Linked DNA regions of Sus scrofa: all the other regions are linked to region 2. A link is a contact called in public Hi-C and HiChIP or PLAC-seq data. All regions are on one chromosome and are shown on one strand. Each heading gives the region's core, a stretch centred on a gene start, on an enhancer-like site or on the middle of the called end of the contact. The rest is flanking DNA. Distances are from core to core; before and after follow the strand shown.

What was found. Hi-C and Micro-C count contacts between places; a contact is called where the count stands out from the background. HiChIP or PLAC-seq counts read pairs in DNA pulled down with a chosen protein or histone mark.
Region 1: a Hi-C map of brain shows a contact between it and region 2, with 4 times the contacts expected there. The contact joins the enhancer-like site here to the promoter of ZNF516 in region 2. A contact is called at or near these places in 1 of 5 promoter capture datasets (liver), 10 of 47 Hi-C or Micro-C datasets (brain, embryonic fibroblasts, epiblast stem cells and 5 more) and 2 of 2 datasets of contacts at active chromatin or transcription factors (alveolar macrophages and skeletal muscle).
Region 3: an H3K27ac HiChIP or PLAC-seq map of skeletal muscle shows a contact between it and region 2. The contact joins the enhancer-like site here to the promoter of ZNF516 in region 2. A contact is called at or near these places in 11 of 47 Hi-C or Micro-C datasets (embryonic fibroblasts, fetal heart ventricle, fetal skeletal muscle and 6 more) and 2 of 2 datasets of contacts at active chromatin or transcription factors (alveolar macrophages and skeletal muscle).

The regions. Positions count from the first base shown.
Region 1 is chr1:147,894,299-147,898,766 of Sscrofa11.1, forward strand. No RefSeq gene overlaps it. Among named protein-coding and RNA genes, the nearest start is that of ZNF516, 91 kb to the right of the region's middle. Within about 2 kb of position 1,568, at least 56 of the 83 cell types and tissues checked have an H3K27ac peak or open chromatin away from gene starts, as enhancers often do. A contact at or near this core is called in alveolar macrophages, brain, epiblast stem cells and 2 more, where this site is marked.
Region 2 is chr1:147,986,240-147,990,186 of Sscrofa11.1, forward strand. It overlaps ZNF516 (zinc finger protein 516), which reads left to right and starts at 1,421. Exons shown (of 7, transcript XM_021099077.1): 1 at 1,421-1,537.
Region 3 is chr1:148,061,343-148,065,536 of Sscrofa11.1, forward strand. All of the region lies in intron 2 of ZNF516 (zinc finger protein 516), which reads left to right. Among named protein-coding and RNA genes, the nearest start is that of ZNF516, 76 kb to the left of the region's middle. Within about 2 kb of position 2,284, at least 32 of the 83 cell types and tissues checked have an H3K27ac peak or open chromatin away from gene starts, as enhancers often do. A contact at or near this core is called in alveolar macrophages, skeletal muscle and subcutaneous adipose tissue, where this site is marked.

The DNA of each region.
Region 1 (4,468 bases), core at 318-2,817, 92 kb before region 2:
CCAGAAGCTCCTCTATTGTTCCCTGAAGCAAGTGGCAAGGGGGGGAGGGGGTGTCGGACTAATTCAATTCACTGGGGAACCAGTGTTTACATCCGCGAATCCTAATGGAAAGGCACACAGTTTCCAAACTGGAACAAATAAATAAGGATGCTCTTTGCCACTAAAGTAGGGGAGCCTTGCTGTATCTCTTTCTTGAATGGGGGAAGCCATGTTTTGAAGGACCATTTTCTTCCATGTGGAAATATTTATTTGCTGGCTCCTGCAGTGCTGCCAGGAAGTGCTAAAGCATCTCCTGTTAGAGTTTCAGAAGCAAATTGCTTCTGCACCGTTGTCTTGAGTTGCTGGATTAGGCTGTGTTTTCTCTGCCTCTCCCTGACGACTTCATCAATCTTTTTTTTTTTTTTTTTTTTTTTTTTTACTATAAGAGACTTTCATTTATTGCTCCTAGAAAGCCAGGGGCATCGTAGTGGATTTCTTTGGCAGAATCCTTGTTTCATTATCGAGAACCTGCGATGTGCTGGGGGATGGAGAGAGGTGGGGTCGCCTGACCAGGGCCCTCCTAGGTCCAGCTGTTGCACCAGGGACCCTCCTAGGCTTCCCCCCACCTTGAGCTGAGGGGAAGTGTGCTTTTTTGTGACACACACTGACTTGAATCCTTCAGAGATTTAAAAGATGACCTCTTTGCGCCCACACTTCGCCGTTGCCAGCGGGAAGAAGAGAGTTGCCAGGATTTTTGGCTCCTGAGGCTCTGGGCAAAGGCACAAAATGGGATGGAGGGAGGGGTGTGGGGAGAGGAGGGCTCTCCCAAGTGCCTGTTTTGCCTGGTTTACAAATACGCTTAGGTTGCACTTAGTCCTTGTGCTTTTAAAAGTGAAATTTTGGCATTGTGCAGTTAATCCAGACTAAAGCTCTTTGGTATATTGACTTAAAAGGGCTTCAAATGGCCAAACCTCTGCGGCTTGGGGAACATCTCTGGAAAGGTTCAATGGAGCCATTTTCTAAAGCTTTGTGGCACAAGCCCAGGATTCTCGGCCCCACTGAAGCTGCTGAGGGAAACGGGGTTCTCCCAGCAAAGCTGCCGCTCCTGTCTGGCCGCCTCTGAGTTGACAGGGGAACCGCGAGCGCTGAAGGGCTACAGGCACAGCCATGCAAGCATCTCCTTTGCAGCGAGCAAAACTGCATAATCTCTGTCTGTGTGGCCGCGGCCTCCAGAGAAACTAGCAAGATCCGGAAGAGGCCGAGGAGGCGCGGCCCAGGCCGGCCAGCAGGGGGCGCCACGGGCCCCGCCGAGACAAAGGCCGCCGCGCAGAGCCGGGAAATGGAGGCCGCGCTGGAGCCGCGGGCCCAGGAAGAACTGTTCCCTCCCTGGCCCAGCCGAGCCGCCGCCTAAATCCCAGCCCAGCGCCTCCCTGGTGGGCTGAGCCCACATCTTTACTAGGATGTCGCGGGCATCTGTCCCCTCATCACCAGAGCGGCTGTGAAGCGGGCCGCGATCCTGGGACCCGGGGCCGGCGTCCTCAGGGCCTGAGTGTCCCCTGCTCTGTGCGGCGACAAACCCGAGTCCCGCTGGGCCACCGGCCGGGGCACGTACTCCGGCATGGTGACCTGCCGGGTGGTGGCCTCATTCCAGGCCAGGCGACTGGGCGACCGGGAGAGCAGCCCGCCTTCCGCTCCCGGGAGTTTGCACGATCTGCAGGCACACGCGGCGCAGGCGATCCGTGGATTTTTTAAGGGGCCCCGGCCGCGCTCCGCGACCCTGGAGCCCAGAATGTTAACAAAATTGCTTTCATGTTGCCGGTCACGTGACCGCCGGGGCCCTCCTCCCTATCTCACCTGGTTCAGAACCCGCCCTTCCGTCTTGCAAGGGTATCCCTAGCCTGTGGGCCCGGACGCTGAGCCTGCGAGACTGCTGTCAGGCTCCAGTGCAAGTTGGGTCAAAGAGGCTTGACTGGACCTGCTGGGGGAGCGCAGGGCCTCTAATGAGTCCTCAGTTCACTCCGGCCTTCGGAGAACAAAAAGAGGCCTGTGAGTCATGGCCAGCCAGCTTCTCTCCCTCAAGCCCTAGACACAGGGAAGCATCTCCTCCCAAGCAGGCCACACCTGTGCCAGCTGCGGATGCTCCCGGCCCTGCTCGGCATTCCTGGGCCCTTTTGTCACGCTGCCCCACATGTTTGGGAATTTAATCCACGTTTCACTTTCCCTGGCCACATGGCCTGGTCTTTCCCAATGTTTAGCTGGAAAAAAAAAATCAAAGCCAAGTTTTGGAATTAAACTTCCTGTGTATCTTTGACACATTATAAGAGAGATAGGGAAGAAAGAATTAGGAGCCAGCTTCTGCAGTACTGGTACTTTCCCCTGTGCCCCAGGGAACCAGAGCCCATGCGCCCTCCCCTCCAGAGTTGAGGAAGCGCTGAATATGGTGATTAGGACAGACTGCATTGGATACACTTTCTTTTTTAAGATAAAAGTTTTATTTCAGAGAGAAGCACAAAGCCTCCACTGTCGTGGATAAGCCAGGCCTCGCAGGGACTCAAGGACCTTCCAGAGGGAAACAAAAGGCATTGGCTCTTGATTAAGAAAAGTCAGTGGTGGCCCAGCCCCTGGGGCCTCTCTGTCCCTTCCCTGGGTGCTCACTGCACAGGACTCTGAGCTCTCTCCTCAGGGACAGTTCTGCTCCTTACCTCTCAGACCCCTTACTCCCCCGAAACCCCTCAGCAGATAGGACTGGGTTTACCTCCTGGATTCCCAGGGGGTTCTCACTGGCACCCTGTAGAGCCCCAGCCTTGACCTTCCTCCATGCTTACTTTGGCCCCCTTGGACCTACTCCACTCAAACATCCGATGGCTCCATGTGTATGGATTGAGCACCAAGTGCAGTCCAGAGCACAATTCACTGCCCTGTCTTGGGGCGTAAAACCTACCCTTCCCCTAGTTCACCCTTAACTTGACTTCTCTTTTTTACCCCTCTCTCTATCCATTATCCCCCATAGATGGCATTTTTAACTTCATCCCTCCTTCCTCTTCTTCTTACAAAGTGAAAAGTGAGCATCGTCTCCAAGCCCTAAGCAAACCCTGAAGGACCTTCCCTTTTCTTTACCATCTAAATCTTAAAGGGAACAGGGTTTTTTTGGTTGTTTTGTTTTGTTTTGTTTTTGTCTTTTTATCTTTTCTAGGGCCGTTCCTGCGGCATAGGGAGGTTCCCAGGCTAGGGGTCTAATCGGAGCTATAGCCACTGGCCTACACCAGAGCCACAGCAACGCCAGATCCAAGCCATGTCTGCGACCTACACCACAACTCATGGCAACGCCGGATCCTCAACCCACATCCTCATGGATACTAGTCGGGTTTTTTTCTGTTGCACCACAACAGGAATTCTCTAGGTTTTTTGTTTGGTTTGTTTGTTTGTTTGTTTGTTTTTGCTTTTCCTGTGGGTCAGGAATTTAGCACTGGCTTAAGCTGGTGGTTCTGGCTCAGGATCACTAAAGAGATTGCATGAATGTGTCCCTTGGGGCTGTGGTCACCTGCAGGCCACTTCCAGAATGGTGACTCAACAGCAGGCTGGCTGGTCCTACATCGAGTGAAGTCTGCTCAGGGCTGTTGGTTTGTCCTACTGGTGGCCACCTCCCTCCAGAATGAGTGCGTGATCAGAGTTTAAGGCAGAAGCTGCAGTGTCTTCAGATGCCACAGTTTGGACATCTCACGACATCTTTTCTCCATTAGGCTATTGGTTGGTTACACACTGGGGATGGGAATACCAAGGGGGTGGATACCTGGGGCAAGGCAGCTTGCAGGACCATTTGGGGGCCACAGCAGGACGAAATGAGACTCTGGAAGAGGGAGGAACTATGGCTTTATAGAACCAGCCATGGTTTTCAAACCTTTATCTTTCTTTTTTTAAATTGAAGATTAGTTGATTTACAATGTTGTGTTAGTTTCAGATGTACAGCACAGTGATTCAGTTATATATATATATTTTTTTCAGATTATTTTCCCTTAGAGTGAAAATAATTTTTTATTATTTTAAAATATTTTAATATATTGAATATTTTAATATATTGAGTATATTTTACAATATTGAGCATCATTCCCTATGCTATACAGTAGGTCCTTGTTGCTATCCCTTTTTTAAAGCTGAACCCCTTTATCAAAAACCTTATATCAGAATGGCAGTTTATATAAAATTAAAATAGAGCTGTTCTAGTTTGAGCCACGAAGTCTGCTGGTTTCCCTCCCTAGCACTCCCTTCTTTCCTGTGCACCCCTCCACCCCAGTCAAGCGGTCCTTGAAACTTCTTCAAAGAACAAAGACATGGGCCCAGAGCATGTGAGGAAATGGGCCCTGCCAGGGCACTGGATACTTAGGAACATTTTTTGGAAGGCGGTTTTGCGACATCTATTAAAATTTAAGCGCACGTGTCCTTTGTCTAATCAATATTACTGCTAAGAATCCACCCCACAGGTAAACTTTCA
Region 2 (3,947 bases), core at 171-2,670:
TCCCTGCCCCCTGGGTGTGAGTGACGGCTCTCCGGGCCAATCCGCAGCGGCTTTCTCCATCCCGGAGGTAATTTGGGGTGTGAGTGTGTACGCGCGCGCGCGTGCATGCGCCCATGTGTCTGCACACTAAGTCCGACCAGCCCCGCGCATCCGCAGGGTCCTGATTTGCACAGTTATGAGCTGTATACACGGACACGCTATTATCTGAATCTTTGCAGCTAGGTGGGCATGCAGCATTCCAAATAGAGACCTTGCCTCCTCCGAGTGTTCTGTAAAGAACGGGCAAAAGAAGTGCTTTCGGATGCAAGTCGAAACCTGCAGAAGGGGAAGAAAAGGAGGGATGTGATTATGCTTCTCAGAGGTTGGGGGATCGAAATGTGTGGTTCCTTCCGTCTCGTTCCCACGCGGCAGGCGCGCCCTGAGCGCCTGGGGTCAGAGTGATGGATTCTACTCGTCACTCGCTAGGCGTATCGAGGTCCAGGATTGTTGAAACTGTTGTTAACTCTAGAAAAAGTGAAGGACAGCATGTACCTTCCAACTTCAAATTTTATTTTCTCACTGGAAGTTGATATTTAGGCCGTGGCAAATTATAGAATGTGACCTGCCCAGGGTCAGTGCAATTTTACTGCCCACCTACTTAAGAATGCGAAGCACTGGCAACGGCTCCCCGGCACAATGGGCACATTCACCGGCGGAGTGCGTCACGGGCCCCCCCACGTTTCCTCTGGGTTTAGTAGGGCACCAACTTCTCTAGGAATATTAGTAGTGCTCTGTGTGTGTGTGTGTGTGTGTGTGTGTGTGTGTAAGGGACCAAGGAGCAGCTCTGTTCAGTGCTGGAGTTGCTTTGCTGCTTCGCTCAGAGATGGATGCTGCTGCTGCAGGGAACGGGTTAAGGACACACGTGTACCCCCTCCTTCCCCGAGACCCCTGCAGGGGGATCCCTGGGAGGGATCCCGCGCCCGGGCCTCGTCCACGCACAGTGTGTCCGCCTGCAGGGCCGCACGGAGGTCATCCCGATAGTCCACTGGCCAACCCAGGAGACCTTCGTCCTCCCCCAGCAAGATCCTAACTCGGTTACAAGGTGGGGTCCAGCCCGCGTCGCCCGCCGGGCCATTTCCGCTCCCTAAATCCGAATACTACCCGATTCTGCCCCTCTCCTTCCCCAATCTCTGTGAGATCGCGGATTGAGGAATGGGCAGTAGGGGGAGGTGTCGCTGGATTAAATCATTCCTATTTCTGTTTCTCCCGCGGGTGCGGCGCTGGTCCCAGGGCGCCTGACGGGGGGAGGGGGGTAGTATTTACCTGCCCGCCCCGCGGCTTGGGCTGCGGCCTCTGGAGGCCCAGTTTACTGGGGGAGGGCTGTAGGCGGGGAGGGATGGGCGGAGAGGTGGGGGAGGACCCGGCCCGCGCCCCCGCCCCCCGGTGCCCGCCCCCCGCCCCCGTCATGTGGAGCGGACGTCACAAGCCTGCACTGTAACCCAAGAAGTGAAAGAGACGGGGACCCACGGCCCAACTTCGCACCGTAACAAAGGCGGGGGTCCGTGCGGGCCGGGGGAGGGGGTCTGGCCGGGGACGGATCGGGGGAATGGGTCTGGGGGGGTGGGGCAGGCAGGGCCCGGGGCTGCGTGGGGGCGGGAGAATGGGGGGCCTGGCCCGGGAGTGAGGGCCTGGTCTGGGAGTAGGGTCCTGACTGGGGCGGGGTCTGCTCGGGGCTGGGGCAGTGGGGACCCGGGAGGGGGTTAGCTGGAGTGGGGGATGAGGGCCGGGGCGGGAGTCTGAAGGGGGCGGGGGAGTGAGAGCTCCGACTGGGGTCTGCGGGGGTAGGGGGAGTGTGGGCCGGGACGGGGGTCTGTGGGGGCGGGGGAGTGGGGGCCGGGGCCCTGGGTGCGCGTGGCTGCGCGGACCGCGCTCCAGGCGCCGAGGCGCTGCCCAGGCCAGGTAATTGGTTTCTATTTTAAACTTCACTTTGTCCGGGCGGAGGTGGGGCGGTGGGAAAGGCGTGGCCCCTGCGCGATTACATAAGTGTTCATACCTGATTAGGTCCCAGGCCGGGGCCAGCGCGCGGATTTGGGCGCTAGCCGCCGGTGGGCACCGGCTCGGGCATCCTTGTGCGGGGTTGAGGCGCGTGGAGTTGCGTCCTGCCCGTGGGACCTGATGCTTGTCCGCCGTGGGACCCGCATGCAATCTGGGCTGGAGCTGGAAGCCCCGGGTGTCCGTGGCGGGGGGCCGAGCCTGTCGGCAGGGTCTATACTGTAACAAAGGGCAGGGCTGCGGGACCTTGGGCGGCGCAGAGCACTGACTTAAAGGAGAGTCACAAAAGTCTGAATTAAACGTGCAACCGGAAGGCATTTTCCCCCACGAACGTGCCCTTAGGTCTCAAATCTTGATTAAAGATGATTTAAACATTGAGGTGCTCGCACCCCGTGGCTATGTAATAAATACACTTAAAGGACTGCTGAGAGGCGATGGGAGGGTGGGTCTTCTCCCTACAGGATCTTCTCCAGATTATTTTTCACGCTGCCCTATTAATATGATTGGAGTATTTTGGTTTAGGAATGTAAGTGCTACTTTAAGGAACTAGGCATGCGTGCTATTTGGTAGGATCTTTCTCCTGCCCCTCAAAAAAGAGCTCATTTTATCATTTGTTTGTTCCTCCTTCATATTCTCTTGCATTCTTTGATTGCCGCGTCAAAATAGCTGTGTTACTTATATTTACACAGACTGGCCAGAATTAAATAGACCACATGCCACTGCCACACATGAATTGGAGCATTTTCCTCTCCGTGTAACATTGGAGGGTGTGGAGCTGGCCTTAGGAACCTGGGTCTGAGAGTTCAGCTCCTTGAGAAGGACAGACTTGGTTTCACAACAGCGACTCCTGAATTGTGCTGAATGGGCCTGGGGGTGCCCCCCCTCCAGCCACTCAAGTATTTTGGTAGTGGAATTAGAATTTTGATGTGTTAAGATATAAATATATTATGTCAAGTATTTTTCTAGTTTGTTAGTAGGGCTTTGTTTTGTTAAACTTGTTTGAATATACTGAAACAGCACATCAAAAAAAAAAAAAAAAATCCCAAAAGGTGTGCAGTAAAGCTATCTAAGAGGAATGAGAATGTCTCTAAAATGAAACAAAGTGGCCAGGAAGCATATTTGGTAGGTCCAGGAGTCAACAGTGGAAAGAGAGAGAGAGGAGTTTTGCTTAGTTTTGTTTCTGAAAGCTTTTGTTTGTCAGAGTAATCTTTCCAAATGGTTTAGGATACTGAAACATAACTCCATCAAGAACTTTAAGTTTTGGATGTGTTAAGTGGCATTAGTCACTGATGACCCGAGAATAGTTTACGTCGCCAGTGTTAATCCCATTGTTACTTGTATAAGACCTTTTAAGTTGACTAATTTAGAGATTAAAGTTTTCTTGGGACTCTGAAGTTCCACCTTTCTTTCTAAGATGTTGTTTTAGAGACCAATACAGAGTGGATAGAATGAGAGATGGTTTTAAAAACAGGTCGGTGCTAAAATCACCTTGTCTCCACTTCCATGAATTAAACTTTAACTTCATTTACCTTACTTGCTCCTTCGTGGGGATATTTGAGTCTCATAGGTGGAGCATTTGATGTGGAGATTAAGTTTAGCAACAGTTATGTGCAAAAGGAAAGGAGACTTCTTTAAAGAATAACTCAAACTGAGGTAAACTCTTCACAGATGGTTTTCAGCCTTACTAAATAGGGAAAAATGATAATGTGACATAGGAATTTAAGGAGAGTTTAGTCACGGACAGTTCTTGAAAAACCAGTGCTCTGTTTATTGGGTTGTTGTAGATTTTTATTTATTCATTTTCCAAGATACATATTGATCTTATTCATAATTTACCAGAAGGAGTCTTTTAAAAAGAATTTTGTGGGAGTGGCTGTAAGTCTGGCTGGAGATTGTGTTTAGAGTTTCAACTGCAT
Region 3 (4,194 bases), core at 1,034-3,533, 76 kb after region 2:
CATACGTGGCCAGGCCGGTTCCCAGGGTTGACCTGCAGAATGGCATCGGTAACACAGCAGTGGTGGCTACACAACCCATGGGTGGTAGGTGGGGGGGGGCTCTGTAGCCACTGGGAGGGGCTTATGGGGGTTCAACATCTGTTTCTTGACCTGGTTGTGGTCACGAGAGCTTCGCCTTAGAGTAACCTATTAAACTGTGCACTCGTTTTGTGTATTTTCTGAATCTGTGATTTGTTTTATCATAAAAAGGCTAAGAGAGTCTGGGCGGGGGTGGTGGCCGCACTGCCTGGGTTGACACAGTGGACAGAGGGCTCCGCTGGGGTCAGCCCCTATGAGGGGCTGGCTGTTGGGGCTTGTGTCCTATTGATTTTGGTCTCAGCCCCTCAGGAAGGAGGTGTCAGCCTATTTTATTGAGGGGGAGTGAGGCTCTGGGTTCACACCTGGGCCCCCTCGCTTGGAACTGGGTTCCGACAGGTGGGTCTTACTGATGGGGCCCCCAGGCTTTGGTATCTGAGCCACCCAGGCGGGATGAGGTTGGAGCTGAGGGGGCCACTGGGCTGCCGTCTCACCTCAGGCTTAGGGCTCCATGTCTCTGACTCTGAGAAGGGGTTGTCCAGGTTCGAGGGGGCTCGCTGCTGGTGGTGAAGGAGTGTTGCAGACACCTGGGAATTTGTCCATCTTCTGGGTCTACAAAAAAGTTGGCAGCAAAAGCCTAGAAACTCCCATCCATGTAGATGCGTTAGCAAGACTGAGGGGCTGGCTTGGAAAGGAAGGCATAGCCAGGCCTGAGAACTGCTTTCACAGGCTTTTATGCTTGCTTTAAGAATTAGATGAACTGAGGCTTCGGGTGCAGAAGCAGGTGAGAGTTACCTGGCAGTGAAGGAGTCAGGTGTCCACACACAGGGACACTTGCTCAGGGTTATTGTGACCTGAAGAGCTGGCAGCCGGGGGTGGCCGTCCTGAAGCAGAGGCCTGTCCTGCTCAGTGATGCTGTCCTGGGGCTGGAGATGGAGCCCCAGGCAGACGTCAGCAGCCCTCTGTGGACCTTCCATGTGGGGCTGGGAGGGGCACTGGAGTGACAGCACTGTGCTGTGCGGTCTAGTGGGCAAGGACCAGGCCTGCCGTCACCCAGTGGGTTTCAGGTGGGATCCGAGCCCCAGGGAGCTTTTGATGGCACCAGAGATTGGGGAGCGTGACAGGCCTTTGCCCTGCTCAAATCCAGCAGTGAAGCTCTGCGGTTAAAACCACATGTGTTCACTGTGTGCTGTGTGAGTGAGTCATAGACAGACATGGGGACGTTTCCTAAAAATACAGAGGGATTTATGACTGTGGTTGTCTAACGGGGAGATGCTTCCCTGTGGCTTGTTAACTGTGATCGAGCCACTGTTAGAACCCATCAGCCGAGCTGTTTCAGATAAGTTCAGGATGCCTTGCCAAAGCTGCTGGCGGTGGGGTGGGGGGGAGAGGTGAGTGGAGGCTGAGGTCTCTGTCCTGGTGACCTGTCCCCCACCTGGCAGAGCGCAGATGTCACCATGTCGGCCCCAGGCCTGGGGTCCTGGCTGCGTCCCGGGAACTTGCAGAAGAGCACATGGCCTTTAGCCGAGTGGTGGCCATGACTATGGTGCAGGGAACCGCAGGGCTCCGCCTGCAGCTGTGGTTCTGAAGACACAGCCACGATGGCGTGTGACTATAATTTTTGTCCAGACTCTAAAAATAAGAACTTTTTCCTATTTTTCTTTTACAGTTAGGTGTGTTAGCTTTAGCGTGTGTTTTCTAGAAATCAAGACATGGAGAGACGTCATTGAGTAGAAGAAATTAGAAGGGACCCTGTGATCCCCACGTGTTTAGTTCATGGTGGTGCCTGCGCTTGGCCACTTGAGGTTTTTAAGGGGATGAATTGATGCGCTCAGCTTTTAAAAATAGCCTCAACACACACACACATTTTCTCCTTTTAAAGAATGGTGTATTCATTGGGGTTTGAGTTCTGGACTTTGTAATCATCTGGCTGTGGGAAAAGGAGCGCATTCTCAGACTCGGGGTCACGTGTGTAATTATCTGGCTGGGCAGTGGCTGCCCCTGGGCGACCCTCCAGCCCAAACACACTTCGATGCTTCTGTGGGAAACTGAGTGTGTGAGCCTGCGCGTGTACTTGGGACCGTGTGTGCAAGGCGGACATGCATCTCACACACGTGCCTGGCGTGCATGCATGCCACCTCTGTGCCTGTGAGGAGGGAAGGATCTGGATAGACAGGAGAGGGTGCGGGCTCAGCGGCAGTGCCTAGGGCGGCCCTGGGGTGACTCAGCAGCTTTGCGGAGAAATACCGGCCACGGACACACTCCGTCTGTGAATGTGCTTTATCCTGGCGCTAGCTCTGCGTCCAGGATCAGTAGTTCTTTTCAGTCCTGAGCACACCTGTAAGCTGTCAGCATTTGGAGAGAAGTGGAAGTTATAAATGGAGGGTGACGGGGACATAGCAGCCTGGAAAAGGTGTTTTTTAGGTCAGAGAAGGAACAGTGTCAGTGGCTGCTGTTCTTAAAAAATGGGTTTAGAGAACAGAACCTAAATGCTCAGAGCAGGGGTGATTTTTCCCATCACTTCCCGTCTCACATCACGCCGGGCTTTTAGTCTGGGCCTAACTTGGTGTTCTGGGGAGAGCGTGGGTCCCTGTCCCTCAGGGGATCAATGTGGGTGCCGAGGGAGAGCAGCTCGTAGACGCCTCAGGACGGCAGAGCAGGGATTCAGAGGGACCTTCTGGTGACGGTACGTGGCTGGGCTGCTGCTTTCACCCTCAAGTTCGAGTTCACTTGTCCGCAGGTTGATGATCAGCAGTGCGCCCCCCCCCCCCCCCCCGGATACGTGTACTCTGCTCCCTACTGAATTCCGAGCAGCATCGAAGCCACTCCTGGGCTTTATCTGAAGAGCAAATAAATTACTTGCGACCAAGATGACGTCTTTAGTAAGTAGAAGACTGGGTACTGAGATGTGGCTTTTGTGTCCTCAAAATGGGTCCTCAGAGAGCTGTCCCCACCCCGGGATGGCCGCCGCCTCCTCCCACAACGTGCACGTGCACATCCCCACGGAGCAGCTGCCCACTTGCAGCCGTGCAAGGAGTATGGATGTTGTATCGCCCTTCAGAGCTGAGCATGGCCTGAAGCTCCCGCCTGAATGGAAGAGGTGGCCGGCCCCTTCCCCTTTGCTCCGGATCTCTCTCCAGGCTGGGGACGGGCCAGTGGAGGTGGAGGGACCGGGCTGAGGGCCTTTCTTTTCCAGCCCATTTGATAGAGTTTGACGGAAAACCCTTTACTTGAGCTTTCAACATTTTTAATTCATAGCTTCACAGCTCCCAGTTAGCCAACCGAGCTCTTGGAAAACAGTCACAGAAATATGACACTGTAACTCCTCAAAATAGAAATATGACTAAAGGACTGAAAAAATAAACGTTCGTAATTGGGGCTTTCCCAAGATTTTTCTGAGTGGCATTGCTCCATTGAGTTGTAATTCTTTTCTGGACTTTTTAAAAACTTGTTAAATTGAAGGTGAGCTATAAACCTGGAGAAAACTAAAGCCATGCAACAAAGGGGAATATTTCCCCTTTATGTAAAAAAGGAGAGAAAACTGAAAACCGAAGAATGAAGAAGTTCATGAAGAAGAAATGCCTTTATGCTTTGAGGGTTTGTTTTTGTTTTGCATTTTCATGAACAACAGTGTAACTACAACCCATTGTACGGCAAGCCTGGGCAGCCTGCCTGAGATTCCAGAGACAGTTTAGCGATGTGATTTGGGAAGTTTTACTTAAATTATTAAGTAAAACATGAAATAATTCTTTCCATTAAGTGTCTCTGGTGGAGTGAAACTTGTGAGATTTAAAATTCGTGTGGTAGGTTGAACTCTTCGTGGAAGCAATAGAGAAAATCTCTGTATTTCATACTCATTTATACATGTATAACCATAAAAGGCTACAGGATCATGGCAGCCACGCTGGCTTCTGGTGAGGGTGAGATTACCAGCCAAACCAGCTGGTGCTGCCTGATTAATCTCCCCCCTGGTTCCCACCTTGTGCTCAGGCCTTGGTAGTTCAGTTAACTCAGGACAAGGTCAGGACAGTCCTGGTTCCACATTGGTGGGAGGATGTTGAATGAAGCCAGGAGGCGTGTTTATTGTGTCGAGTCAGCGTCATGACATCATAAAGGTTT